2 separate regions of the Sus scrofa genome follow, and region 2 is linked to region 1. A link is a contact called in public HiChIP or PLAC-seq data. All regions are on one chromosome and are shown on one strand. The core of a region is the stretch at or near the end of the contact, and the rest is flanking DNA. Distances in the headings are between cores, read along the strand shown.

The links. HiChIP or PLAC-seq counts read pairs in DNA pulled down with a chosen protein or histone mark.
Region 2: a contact with region 1 is called in an H3K27ac HiChIP or PLAC-seq map of alveolar macrophages. The contact joins two enhancer-like sites. A contact is called at or near these places in 1 of 47 Hi-C or Micro-C datasets (skeletal muscle) and 1 of 2 datasets of contacts at active chromatin or transcription factors (alveolar macrophages).

Annotation. Positions count from the first base shown.
Region 1 is chr9:120,905,797-120,912,412 of Sscrofa11.1, forward strand. It overlaps ABL2 (Abelson tyrosine-protein kinase 2), which reads right to left. Exons shown (of 13, transcript XM_003482731.4): 4 at 6,544-6,616; 5 at 3,132-3,404; 6 at 1,775-1,859; 7 at 406-583. Among named protein-coding and RNA genes, the nearest start is that of TOR3A, 49 kb to the left of the region's middle. Within about 2 kb of position 2,950, at least 4 of the 83 cell types and tissues checked have an H3K27ac peak or open chromatin away from gene starts, as enhancers often do. A contact at or near this core is called in alveolar macrophages, where this site is marked.
Region 2 is chr9:121,074,527-121,081,142 of Sscrofa11.1, forward strand. The region is part of intron 3 of SOAT1 (sterol O-acyltransferase 1); the gene reads left to right. Among named protein-coding and RNA genes, the nearest start is that of SOAT1, 33 kb to the left of the region's middle. Within about 2 kb of position 4,200, at least 7 of the 83 cell types and tissues checked have an H3K27ac peak or open chromatin away from gene starts, as enhancers often do. A contact at or near this core is called in alveolar macrophages, where this site is marked.

The DNA of each region.
Region 1 (6,616 bases), core at 1,700-4,199:
CAGAATAAAGCAGGCTTCAGAAAAGGGGTTCCTATTCACAAATACTTGGGATAGGCTTCAGAAGTGAGCAACAGATGCTCTTCTACACAGCTGTAAGTTCATTACTAGGACAGAAAGCTATTTTTAAAATTAAGCCACTAGATGGGGCAAAAGGATCTTGGATATAGTCCTGGGCAAAGTAAAGAGCTTTCTCTTCTGAGAATAACAAAGGCCTCGCATTAATACTTTAATCAGAGAACAGGAGGGTTTATAAATTGGCAATGTCATTACAATGGTGCCTGTAAAAGAGAAAATTCCTGAGTCATCTGAAAATTTTTGCTAAAATTCTCACATTCTTTCTTTTATTTGCATGTCAATCAAGAGAGCTTCATGGTTAATCATAAGCAATAACCAGGTTTTACACACCTATGGATGAAATTCTTCTTTTCTAAATACTCCATTGCAGAAGAAATCTGAGTGGCCATGTAAAGCAGTACAACTGCAGTTACCTCTTCTCGGTTGCATTCTCGGAGATAATCAAGCAGGTTCCCATAAGGCATGTACTCAGTCACAATGTAAAATGGTGGCTCCAAAGTACATACACCTGATAGTTCAAATACAGCTTGTTTTATTAGTATATATTCACACACTGCAAACCACTTTGGCAAGAAAAACTGACAATTTTTTAATGGCTACATCCATGGCATATAGAAGTTCCTGGACCAGGGACTGAATCTGCACCACAGCTGCAGCAACTCTAGATCCTTTAACCCACTGCGCAATGCCAGGAGCAGACTCTCACCTCCTCGGTGACCTGAGCTGCTGCAATCAGATTCCTAACCCACTGTGCCACAGCAGGAACTTCAAGAATAATTGACAATTTTTAAAGTCTAGTTCAGCAGTAATCTTTTCCCGTCTTGCCATCATATTCCCTAAAAATGATATAAGCTAGTTGATAAGGGACTCTGTTCTCATTCTATCATTCTCTGGAAATTCATATCCATTTTGAGTAAGTGCCTATTTGGCAAAAGCAGAGTTGCTTGTTCTAATTCCACACGGGGTCAGGACTACCAACACATCTAGAGTTCTGTACATGCCTACATAATCCCCATCCTCAACTGCATGCTGCCCATGTTTACCTAAAAGTAACAGCAACTGTGCATGTGGTAAAGCCTGTATGTGAGCCCGGTCTGTAATAATACTTTGTAAAAAGATTCTGACTATTTCCACAATCAAGGATTCCACTAACACATGGCAGATAACTTATCAAGAACCAAAAGAATCTATTTCCTTTGGGATGGTTTGGCTCAATTTGAACATCCAAAGAAACTGACCCTATTTTTTAAAAAGCAATGGTTTTAGTCAACGGTTTTTCTGTGACCCAAACACGTAAGATAGCAGTCTATTGATGGCACTTTCTGCTTGTAAAGGCAAACTGATGGATGGTCACAATTTTTAATCTGTTTATTTTCAGCAGTCCTTTGCTTAGTATCTCTTTATTTTGTAAAACTATTTTGTGACCGTTTTTGGTTTAGTATCACTTGGAATGATTTTGAACTTTGGATCCAGGGCAATTACCACAGGCTGTGCAGTTTCATATATACTGCAATCAATCCAGGTTACTGCTTCTTGGGTAATTTTTAAATACAGAGACTGCTGATTAAAGTCATTTAAAGAAGTAGATTTGTACTGGGAGCTTCCACCCACAGTGATTCAAAAGAAGGATTTGGAGTTAATAGGGGGTTGGGGGACAAGCATCTTTGAGGAAAGTTATGGTTCAGGAAAGCTCCCTTACCTAATAGTTGTACCAGATTAGGATGCTTGATTTCTTTCATCACTGCAGCTTCTTTTAGGAATTCCTCCACCTCCATAGTATCCTCCTAGAAAGGTGGAAAGATAAGAAAGAAAAAGAGGGCAGGGACAAGCCCCCATCTTAATCATTTGAGTCAACTCACAATCCTAAAATTTCAGAAAAGGGAATATCTTTTGACTATTTCAGCATTTACTTCAGGAAGTTTTATCACAACATAATATCCTCCAAGAAAAATGTCTACTTAAATTTATTCATTATTTTAAACTATACAAAATTTTGTGGGGTGGAGTAAAATTCATCAATCATGTCCTATCACAACTGAAAGGTACAGAACAGTCAGCTGTCTTCCTAACAAATTCCTTAAGGAGCAAGGCATGTTTGCAAGACTATGAATATTGTTTCACACACTCAGAAAAAGCACTCAATAAATACTTGCTAAAAAAACAAAAACAGACTACTATTGATAGGTGAAGAGCAGTCCTTACAAGTGACATGACAAAGCTATTGAGGCATATGAAAGAATCTTGAGAGAATGGAGTGAGTGACAAAATGTATAATTTGATACCAGGATGCTTAAAGGAGAGAAAGGGTAGCATCAGGAAAAAGATATCTGTGAACATTAAGAACAAGAAGTGGTCGGAGTTCCCGTGGTGGCTCAGCGGTTAATGAACCTGACTAGGTACCTATAAGGACGCGGCTCGTGATCCCTGGCCTCGCTCAATGGGTTAAGGATCCAGCATTGCCATGAGCTGTGGTGTAGGTTGCAGACGAAGCTCGGATCCCGCGTTGCTGTGGCGTAGGCCGGTGGCTTCAGCTCTGACTGGACCCCTAGCCTGGGAACTTCCATATGCCGCAGGTGCAGCCCTGAAGAGACAAAAAAATAAGAACAACAACAAAAAAACAACAACCAAGAAGTGGTCTAATCTCAGGGATAAGGGAGGAAATAGCAGCAGAGAGAAAAAGGACAGAATAAGAAAGAGAGAACCCATCATTCTCTCACAGTGCATGAAGAATTGTGTCCAGCAGGGGTTGTTCTGAGGAAGTAAAACAGTTTGTTCTGTTTTTACAACTTACAACATGCATCTAACCTCCCACTAAGATCTACATCAACAGCCTCCAGAGACAAACCTTCTCCATCTGTGGGTTTCACTGCATTGCAGTGAATAAGTTGCCCCCGCATTGTCAGCAACAGCACCCGTGGTTAATCATCACAGTTTGCTGATGTGCTTGGCACCCGTGGGTGGAAAGCCCCGAAGTTAAAGAAAGGCATGCTGCTATTTCCAAGTGATTCAGCACACAAGAAAAAGATGCCTGAGAACTGTAATTCTCAGCAACCCACCTTCAGCGTTTTCACAGCAACAGTAAGGCTGTATTTCTTCCAGACGCCAACGTAAACCTCTCCATACTGACCACCCCCAAGTTTGTGCTTCATGGTAATATCTGTTCGTTCCATTTCCCATTTGTCATGGATGGGGGACACACCATACACGGTAGGCTTATTACACTTGGGTGCTGGGTAGTGTAGTGTTGTCACGAGCCCATCAGCCACTGTTGAGTGATGGTGAACAAGCTCGGCCAAGGTGCTAAAGCGGCTCTCAGCAGTTACATACACCTGATGAGGAGAATAGAGAAAAGCTACACCAACCAAAAAGGAGTCATTATTTCACGGATCTCAAGATAAGATGATAAGGCATTATCTTCTTGAGGTAAATTTAGGAATTAAACCATGATGGCAAAGGGGAAACAGAACTCCAGTTTAATCTCATTTAAACCACTCTTCCTATGATTCCTAAAGTAGTTCTAGTCTTGAGGGTGGGCAGGGGGAGTGAAGCCTCCAAAACCTCTCTCTTGATCATCAAGATCACTGGTCTTCAAATATTTTTAAGCAAAAAAAGGACTAAAAAACCTGAATATATAAGATAAAAGAAGAGACGCATTGATTAAAATAGCTAAGAGGGGACTGGCTTCCTATAAAAGTTTATGAAATACCACCTCAGAATCTGGCTTAGAACATAATTTGAAAACCATCGATTTCCTTTTTTTTTTTTTTTTTTTTGATAGTGCAAGGGCATTCAAACATTTTCTCATTTTTATTTCATTAAGATACGCTTTTGCGTGTCTAGGTCATTTAAAAAGAAAAGGCCACAATTTTATCTCAGAGAGTTGCTAACAAAACAGTTAATTTATGATAGGCAGTAAGAAGTATAAAATTAAATAGCAAGCACCCGTTGGGCCTTATCTCCTAAGTGAGTTTATTTTTTCACAAAAGGAACTTCTAGTATATACAGAAGAGTGTACAATAAACAGAGAATTGATGATTTTTTATTAAGTGAACTTACCCAAGTAAAAACAGCTCCCACACAGAGGATTATAGTACTACCAGCACCCCAGAAGGCTCTCTTGTGCCCTCCCCCCTGCTATTTACCCCATGTGCTGACTTCTAACACCTTAGATTAGCTCTGTCTGCTTGTGAACCCCACCTATACAAATGATATGGTTTGTAGAGGTATGCTACACAATCAGAAAAAACTATGACCCACCAACTGCCTGCTTTTGTTAATAAAACTTTATTGGGATACAGACACACTCATTTGTTAATGCATTGTCTGTGGCTGCTTTCTCATTATTGCAGTTCATCTGAGTAATGACAGAGAAGGTATGGCTATGAGCCTCAAGTATTTACTGTCTGGCCCTCTAGAAAAACTTGCTGACCCCTGCCAAAGGTGAATCTATGGAAGGGGTTAGTGATTGTCAGGGGATGAGGGGAGGGTGAATTACTGCTAATGGGTATAGGTTTCTTTGTGGGCTCATTAAAATGTTCTGCAGTTAGACAGTGGTAGTAGTTGGACAACCAGTGAATATGTTAAAAACCACTGAATTGTCCACTTGAAATTGTGAATTTTGTGGTATGATATATGAACTTTATCACAATTTTAAACAGTTGAGTGAGGAGTTCCTGTCATGGCACAACATAAATGAATCCAACTAGGAACCATGAGGTTTCGCGTTCTATCCCTGGCCTCACTCAGTGGGTTAAGGATCCGGCATTGCTGTGAGCTATGGGGTATGTCACAGACGCACCTCTAATCTGTTTTGCTGTGGCGAAGGCCAACAGCTATAGCTCTGATTGGACCCCTAGTCTGGGAACCTTCATAAGCCGCAGATGCAGCCCTAAAAAGAAAAATAAATTAATACATAATAAAAAGTTGAGTTAAAGAAAGCTGACACAAAACAATACCTATGGTGTGACTCCATTTGTTGCTGTCTCTGACGCCATTTTGTGAATATACCACAATTTATTAGTTCATTCTACTGCTGTTGACAGCTGGGTACTTCTAGTTTCTGGCCACTACAAACAGTACTGATATGAATATTGTACTTTTTTTGGCCACAACTGCAGCATGTGGAAGTTCCCAGGCCGCGTATCAAACCCACACCATAGCAGTGACCCGAACCATAGCAGTAACAATGCTGGATCCTTAACCACTAGGCCACCAGGGAACTCCTGATATAACATTCTCATACTTGTCTTCTGTACACATAAGCACTTGTTTCTATTGGGTGTACAACCAGAAGTCGATCTGCTGAGTCTCTTACACATCATCACTTATCTGATTCTATTTGGTTTCATCACAAGACAACATGTCTGTAAGGTGATGCAAAAGAAAAAGAAAATTAATAATTTACCATTTCCTACTTTTCATCAGCCATTATGTTTTACGGAAATTATCTCACTTGATCCTCACAAGAATCCAATAAAATGGGATGGGAAGCCAAGGCCTAAGTAAGGTCACAATGTTAATAAATGATGGAGTTACCCAGCACACCGAATTTAATTGCTCTAGAGCCTGTGCTTTTCCCCTACTACACACATCACCAAGAGGGAAAGAATGGAAGAATGGATTCAATCTACATTTACTGTTCAAAAGAACTGACATGAGCCTGTGCTTTACCAATTACAAAGTAAAACAGTTCTATTCTTATACAGCCATTCTTATAATGGCTAGTCTTTCCAACATGTAAACTGCTAGGTGACTAAATGATCTATATATTTGAACATACATTTAATGAACAACATCAGTCTCAGAAGCCTGATTTCTTACCCTGTAAACTTTCTGGTAGAGATTATTATAATTCTCAAAGGCACAAGGTTTAACTTATAAAATCTACACAATGTATCGGATGTCTATGTGCACATTTGTGTACTGGTGATGATGAGAACAGCTAACTCATACCCCTCTTTCTCTTTCCTTCATTCTTTATGTTCAAACACAGCTCACCACTGAACTATTAACAGTACTGTTTTTCATTTCCATTACCATATCCTTTTGAAAACAGTTAAGCTCTCTAACATGCCAAATTCACATCAGTGATTATTTTATTTCATGTCAGACATAAAAACTATTTTCTTGGAGTTCCCGTCGTGGCTCAGTGGTTAACAAATCCAACTAGGAACCATGGGGTTGGGGATTCAATCCCTGGCCTTGCTCAGTGGGTTAAGGATCCAGCGTTGCCGTGAGCTGTGGTGTGGTTTGCAGATGCGGTTTGGATCCCGCGTTGCTGTGGCTCTGGTGTAGGCCGGTGGCTACAGCTCTGATTCAACCCCTAGCCTGGGAACCTCCATATGCCGCAGAAGTGGCCCAAGAAATGGCAAAAAGACCAAAAAAAAATTTTTTTTTCTTTAGTCATTCTGAATATTGTTTCTAAAGAATGGCCAGTCCATACTAGAGGTGGCTGCCAGCCAGTCTTACCTTGCCATCTGTGGTGGTATTGATCCTGTAGTGATATACACGCCCCTCGTACCTGAGCGAGATTGATAGCTGC
Region 2 (6,616 bases), core at 2,950-5,449, 170 kb after region 1:
CCTGTGTAGGTGCCTTATGAAAGTATCTGTCATGATTTATAGTAAATAATAGGCTCCCACTAAACATTGAATCTGATTCTGGAAGTAGATTTCCTGTTAGGGATGTGGAATAAGTATCAAGTCACAAATAACTATATCAAGTCATTTCAGGCAAACAGTCTACAAGTCAGAATTAAGCAGTACCCTCAGGAAATTCTGGAGGACAGAGCACTTAAAAAAAAAAAAGAAATCTAGGATTTCCCATAGTGGCACAGTGGAAACAATCCAGCTAGGATCCATGAGGTTGCGGGTTCGATCCTTGGCTTCACTCAGGGGTTAAGGATCCGGCATTGCCGTGAGCTGTGGTGCAGGTCGAAGACGTGGCTCCGATCTGGCATTGCTGTGGCTGCGATGTAGGCTGTTGGCTACAGCTCCAGTTAGACCTCTAGCCTGGGATCCTCCATATGCCATGGGTGCGGCCCCTGAAAAGACAAAAAAAAGCAAAAAAAAAAAAAAAAAAAAAATCAAATGTAATATTGGCTCTTTCTGAATGTAAGTCAACTTCAGATGGAGGGCAGCCTCTTTTTTTTCCCAATAAGAAGTTCACTCCCAAAAGTTATTGGGCAACTTGAATATGTAAACATCTGATGATGTAGATGAAATAGCCCTGTTTTGTCTGTTAATTTAGTTACATGTGCATGTGTGCATATATACATTTATATAGAATACTTTAAATTTAGATTTTTTTAGTTATATTTCATGCACATATGCAGGATTGTTTACATTCACTTTGATATTTGTGTCTTTGTTATTAGGAGAGCTAGTTTTTCAGTTTTTTTCCAGTCCTGAGGTATAATGATCTTTGCTGTCATCTCATTTGTGGGAGATCCAACACTGTTTTGTTATCCAGCCCTTTTTGAGTCCAGGGATGGTGCTGTCACTAGAAATTTTAGTACAAGTACCTGTTCTCATAACATTGAGATAACTCTCCCCCATCCCCAGTGTGAGAGGTGTAGAAATATGACTTCTCCAATGTAACCACTTTACATTGCTTTATAAAGTGGTATTCAAAAGGTGTATTTATACACTTAAAATTGTGGGTCTAGATTCCTAGTTAATCGTGGGTTACATTTTGTTTTACTTGTTTTTCCTGATTCTACTAGGTTACCTGTGTAAGACTTTAATACAGTGATCAGGCTGTTTTCTGGTGAATGTCTTTTCCAATTAGTAATTTGTCTTTTCCAATTAATAATTATCAAAGATTGTGTATTTATTTATTTACTTGGGCTGCACCCGCAGCATATGGAAGTTCCCAGGCTAGGGCTACAGCCACAGCCACATCGGACGCGGGTCCAAGCCGGGTCTGTGATGTATGCAGCTTAGTCCACTGAGTGAGGGCAGGGGTCGAACCCGAATCCTCAGGGATACTAGTCGGGCTCATTACCGCTGAGTCACAATGGGAACTCCAGAAATTTTTTAAAGACTTGATTATTTGGTAAGTAGTACTTGTACTTATCTGAGGGATAATTTATAATTTCAGCTAACAAAAGAAAACATCTAATATATAGGTACGTGTGTTGTTTTTGAGGACCCATTCTGGTAAATGTAGTCATTAAAACAAGGAAATTTTGCTTTAATGGCTTACTAGATTTCCTGACCCTTGCTCCTCTAAACAGCTGGGCACCCCCCATTCCTGTTCTGATTCTCCTCTGTTCCCCTTTTGCTTCTTGTCCCTTTCCCAGCAAGAATACAAAGGCCTTACTGTGTTCTACTTGGAAGGGGAATTTTCAGATAAGTTTAAGGGCAATCCATGCCTGCTATCCTTGCTATTTATTTAAAAAATCCGAGGTACGAGGGGAATTTTTTTTAATAGAGCATCACAAACCCAAAGAGGAACAGAAAGTAGAGGGGGAACAAAGGGATGGGGTGGGTGGGGAGGGACGGAGGGGGCGTGGAGGGGATGGTTGGTTCCAGGATTTAAGTAGAAACTTTGTTTTGAAGAGAATATCCTACTACTCTGCTTTCTATATTGTGACTCAATTATTATATGATTTAGTTGGGTCAGTTGGAAAGATGGGGAGAGAGAAAGAAATGGATGACGTAAGGGAAGAGAAGCTGCGGGAAAGGTGGAGGTTGGTTTAGCTACTTATTTATTACTCTGTGCTGGGTAAGATGTGTTCCTGGTATGGAGGGGGGACCCCAGCTTGAACAGAGGGATGATGCTTAAACGGTTAAGAAACTTCCACTGTTTCTTGGAAATGATACTTGATTGGCATCTGTGCCCCTTGGGGTATGATAGAAAGGAAAACAAAATTTGGGCCAGGTTGTAAAGCACTGCGTTGCTATAGCTGGTAGCTCTGATTCGACCCCAAGCCCAGGAACCTCCATATGCCACAGGGTTCGGCCCTAAAAAGCAAACAAAACAAAACAAAAAATACCCAACTTGTAATGACGTCCTCCCTACTTTATACTTCTAAGTTCTGAGTTTATACCCTTGGCATATGCTTCACATGTATTATACACTGCTTTGATCTGCATGAATCACCCAAATTCCTTTGATGAGCTCATAGGTGATTTGACTTAGGAGAGTTTTAACTGGCAATTTGATATTTAATGAGTTTGAACATCTTGCCATTATTAATTAATTAGAATGCTTTTGAGGGAAATAGATTTGGAATGCTATGCTGATAGCAAAATTGAAGATACTTTATCGAGTTCGGAGACAAAGAGACCAGATAGGAAGCTACTGTAATATTTTAGTATTCTAGACAGTAAACAGAGGGGCAGGGAGGAGAAAGGAAGTATGTTTAAAAAGTCCTGTTATGGGAGTTCCTGTCGAGGCTCAGTGGTTAATGAACCTGACTAGCACCCGTATGGACGAGGGTTCAATCCCTGGCATGCTCAGAGGATTAAGGATCCAGCATTGCTGTGAGCTGTGGTGTAGGTTGCAGATGAGAATTGGGTCCGAGTTGCTGTGGCTGTGGTGTAGGCCGGTGGCTACAGCTCTGATTCGACCCCTAGCCTGGGAACCTCCATATGCCACCAGTGCAGCCCCAAAAAGAGAAAAAGACCAAAAAAAAAAAAGTCCTATCATGGGCTACCCCTTCTACTAGTTGATTTATGTACATAATCTTATTTACTTAAATTATCCCATTTACAACAGTGATATCTGGTTACATTTTATTGTTGTTTTTATTGGTTACATTTATTAGTGTGAAATGACCACTGAAGTGACAGGTACGTGAATATTGTTCAGAGCCACGAAACTTACTTGTTCTGTTCTTTTGTGGGAAAGTAAAGCTGTATAAAGTAATTTTAAAGACACATGAATGTCAGAATTCTTTCTCTTTATTTGTAATTTGGCATCATGTTCCAACCCAACTGGACACTCTTCCCTTAATGTTTTTGTGTTTTTTTTTTTTTTTTTTTGTCTTTTGTCTTTTGTCTTTTTTTGTTGTTGTTGTTGTTGTTGTTGCTATTTCTTGGGCCGCTCCCGCGGCATATGGAGGTTCCCAGGCTAGGGGTCTAATTGGAGCTGTAGCCACCGGCCTACGCCAGAGCCACAGCAACGTGGGATCCGAGCCGAGTCTGCAACCTACACCACAGCTCACGGCAACGCCGGATCGTTAACCCACTGAGCAAGGGGCAGGGACGAACCCGCAACCTCATGGTTCCTAGTCGGATTCGTTAACCACGCACCACGACGGGAATTCCTTCCCTTAATGTTTAAAGTGAGAACGCTGGACTAGGTGTCTCCAAATTCCCCTTCAGCTCTTAACAGTCTGCGTCATAATTGCCTAGCTAACTTAAACTTCGGCTTTTAAGTCTCTACTTTCAGTTGTAAAGAGTAGTCTACAGATCTTATCGAACAAGTCTTTTGGCACAGCAACCCTCGAGTTGTCAGATAAAATACAGTTACTTGTTAAATTTGAATTTGAGATAAACAGCAAAACGCTTGTTCCTCATCATACAATGTTTGAGCCGTACCTAGTCTTAAAAAGTTAGTTGTTTATCAAATTTAAGTTTCACTGGATGTCCTAAATCTATTAATCTGTTTTTTTAGGGGGTCCTATATTTTTATTTGGTAAATACGGCCACTGACAAAGAATGCAATGAACATCTGTAAATGCAGATAAAGGAGCTTATGTTAAGGAAGGGTGCATGGAGAAGGTTGTCAAGTAATGGGCAAGCTTTTTGGTCTGAAGGGAGGAGAAATGAGAGAGGTGATGACATTCAAGGGTTGAACTGATTGAATCTCTCAAGGTCACTTCTAGGCCTACATGCCGTCATAAAAAACGTGGAAGTAATTAAAAAAAAAAGTCTGCTTCGGGTCATCCGGCATTGCGTAACTCTGCATCATGACCTTTTGAAATCCTTAGAATTGTGTTGTAACACATCTTTAAAGATCTTGGAACAGTTCAAGGGAGATTCAAATGATTAGGTTCCAACCAACTGCATTGGAACTAAATTCTCAACATTAGTAGAGGAATTAGCTGTATTTAACATGGTGTCCGTGATGTATTTTTTCTTTTGGTGGCACATAACAGAAAACGACTTTGCCTTATTTAAACGTACAAGGAAGTGTGTTTGAAAGATTAATAATGTATCTCACAGACTCCTCAGAGAAGCGAACACTCAGGCTTTGGAAAGGTTTTCGTTTTTTTTTTTTTTTTTTTTTTTTTTTTTTTTTTTGTCTTTTTGCTATTTCTTTGGGCCGCTCCCACGGCATATGGAGATTCCCAGGCTAGGGGTCCAATCGGAGCTGTAGCTACCGGCCTACACCAGAGCCACAGCAACGCGGGATCCGAGCCGCATCTGCAACCTACACCACAGCTCACGGCAACGCCGGGTCGTTAACCCACTGAGCAAGGGCAGGGACCGAACCCCCAACCTCATGGTTCCTAGTTGGATTCGCTAACCACTTCGCCACGATGGGAACTCCTGGAAAGGTTTTCTTTTAGTGGCCGCATTTCAGCTCTTTCTGATTTTTTCAGTTAATAAGGTTTCCAGTCCCACTTTCTAAGCTCAGAATTTTTGATCTATGAGGGAGAGAATTGGATTTTATCCAGAAGGGCAGGGCCATATAGTACAGCCCTAACCTGGACACTGGCTACTTGTCCTCACCTTTGCAGGCTGTTTCCAGAGAAAAGTGAGTATGTTAAGAAGAGAAAAAAGGGTTTCTTTACTCTCAATATTTGTAGAACGCCTGTTAATGTATCTTTTTATAGAGGAAATGCTAAGTCTAATGTGAAGATTGAAGGGATGAATAATTACTTTTTATTTCTACTTCTTTTTTCTTTTTCTTTTCCTTTTTTTTTTTAAGTGGCCACACCTGTGGTATATGGAAGTAGCCAGGTCAGGGGTCAAAGCAGAGGTGCAGCTGAGGCCTGCGCCACAGCAACAGCAACACCAGATCCATGCTGCATCTGTGACCTTCTTTGCAGCTTGCGGCAACGCCAGATCCTTAACTCGTTGAGCAAGGCAAGAGATTGAACCCACATCCTCATGGAAACATCAGGTCCTTACTTAATCTGCTGAGCCACAGTGGGAACTTCTATTTCTGCTTCTTAAAAATGCATATTTGGGGAGTGCTGGTTGTGGCACAGCAGAAATGAATCTGACTAATATCCATGAGACTGTTGGGTTCGATCTGCCCAACCTGCCAAGACTGTAGGTGATAAATACAGTTCCAGACAGCTTTTGAAACCAACTCCTGGCACCAAAACCCTTACTCATGTCACTGCTCACTGTATTCAATGTGTGTTATAAAGCAGAAAGTGTGTATCTAAGAAAAACTGCATAGCCTTGACTTTTCAAGGGAAAGAGACTAAAGATTACTATGAGTGACTGCCTTATGCTAGATACTCTATTAAGAGCTTTTATATATTATTTCTAGTCTTAAAACAATCTTTGAAGTGAGCAATATAATTCCTATCTGACATACGAACAGTTCTGCTATGGCACAACAGGATCAGTGGCGTCTCTGGGGCTCTGGGACGCAGGTTTGCTCTCCGGCCCAGCACCGTGGCTTAAGGATCCGGTGTTACCGCAGCTGTGGTGTAGGTCGCAACTATGGCTTGGATCTGATCCCAGGCCTAGGAACTCTGTATGCTGCCAGGTGGCCAAAAAGTAGGGAAAAAACAAAACAAAACAAAAACACTTGGGAGTTCCCGTCCTGGCTCAGGGGAATCTGACTAGCATCCACGAGGACACAGGTTTGATCCCTGGACTCGCTCAGTGGATTAAGGATGCAGTGTTGCTGTGAGCTGTGGTGTAGGTCGCAGACACGGCTCAGTTCCCACATTGCTGTGGCTGTGGCAATAGGCTGGTGGCTGCAGCTCCAGTTCAACTCCCTAGCCTGAGAACTTCCATATGCCGCAGGTGCCTCCCTAAAAAGACCAAAAAAAAAAAAAAAAAAAAAAGCCCAAATAAAAAAAAAACTTCAGGGAGTTCCCGTCGTGGCGCAGTGGTCAACGAATCTGACTAGGAACCATGAGGTTGCAGGTTCAATCCCTGCCCTTGCTCAGTGGGTTAAGGACCTGGCATTGCCGTGAGCTGTGGTGTAGGTTGCAGACTCGGCTCGGATCCCACGTTGCTGTGGCTCTGGTGTAGGCCGGTGGCTACAGCTCCAATTAGA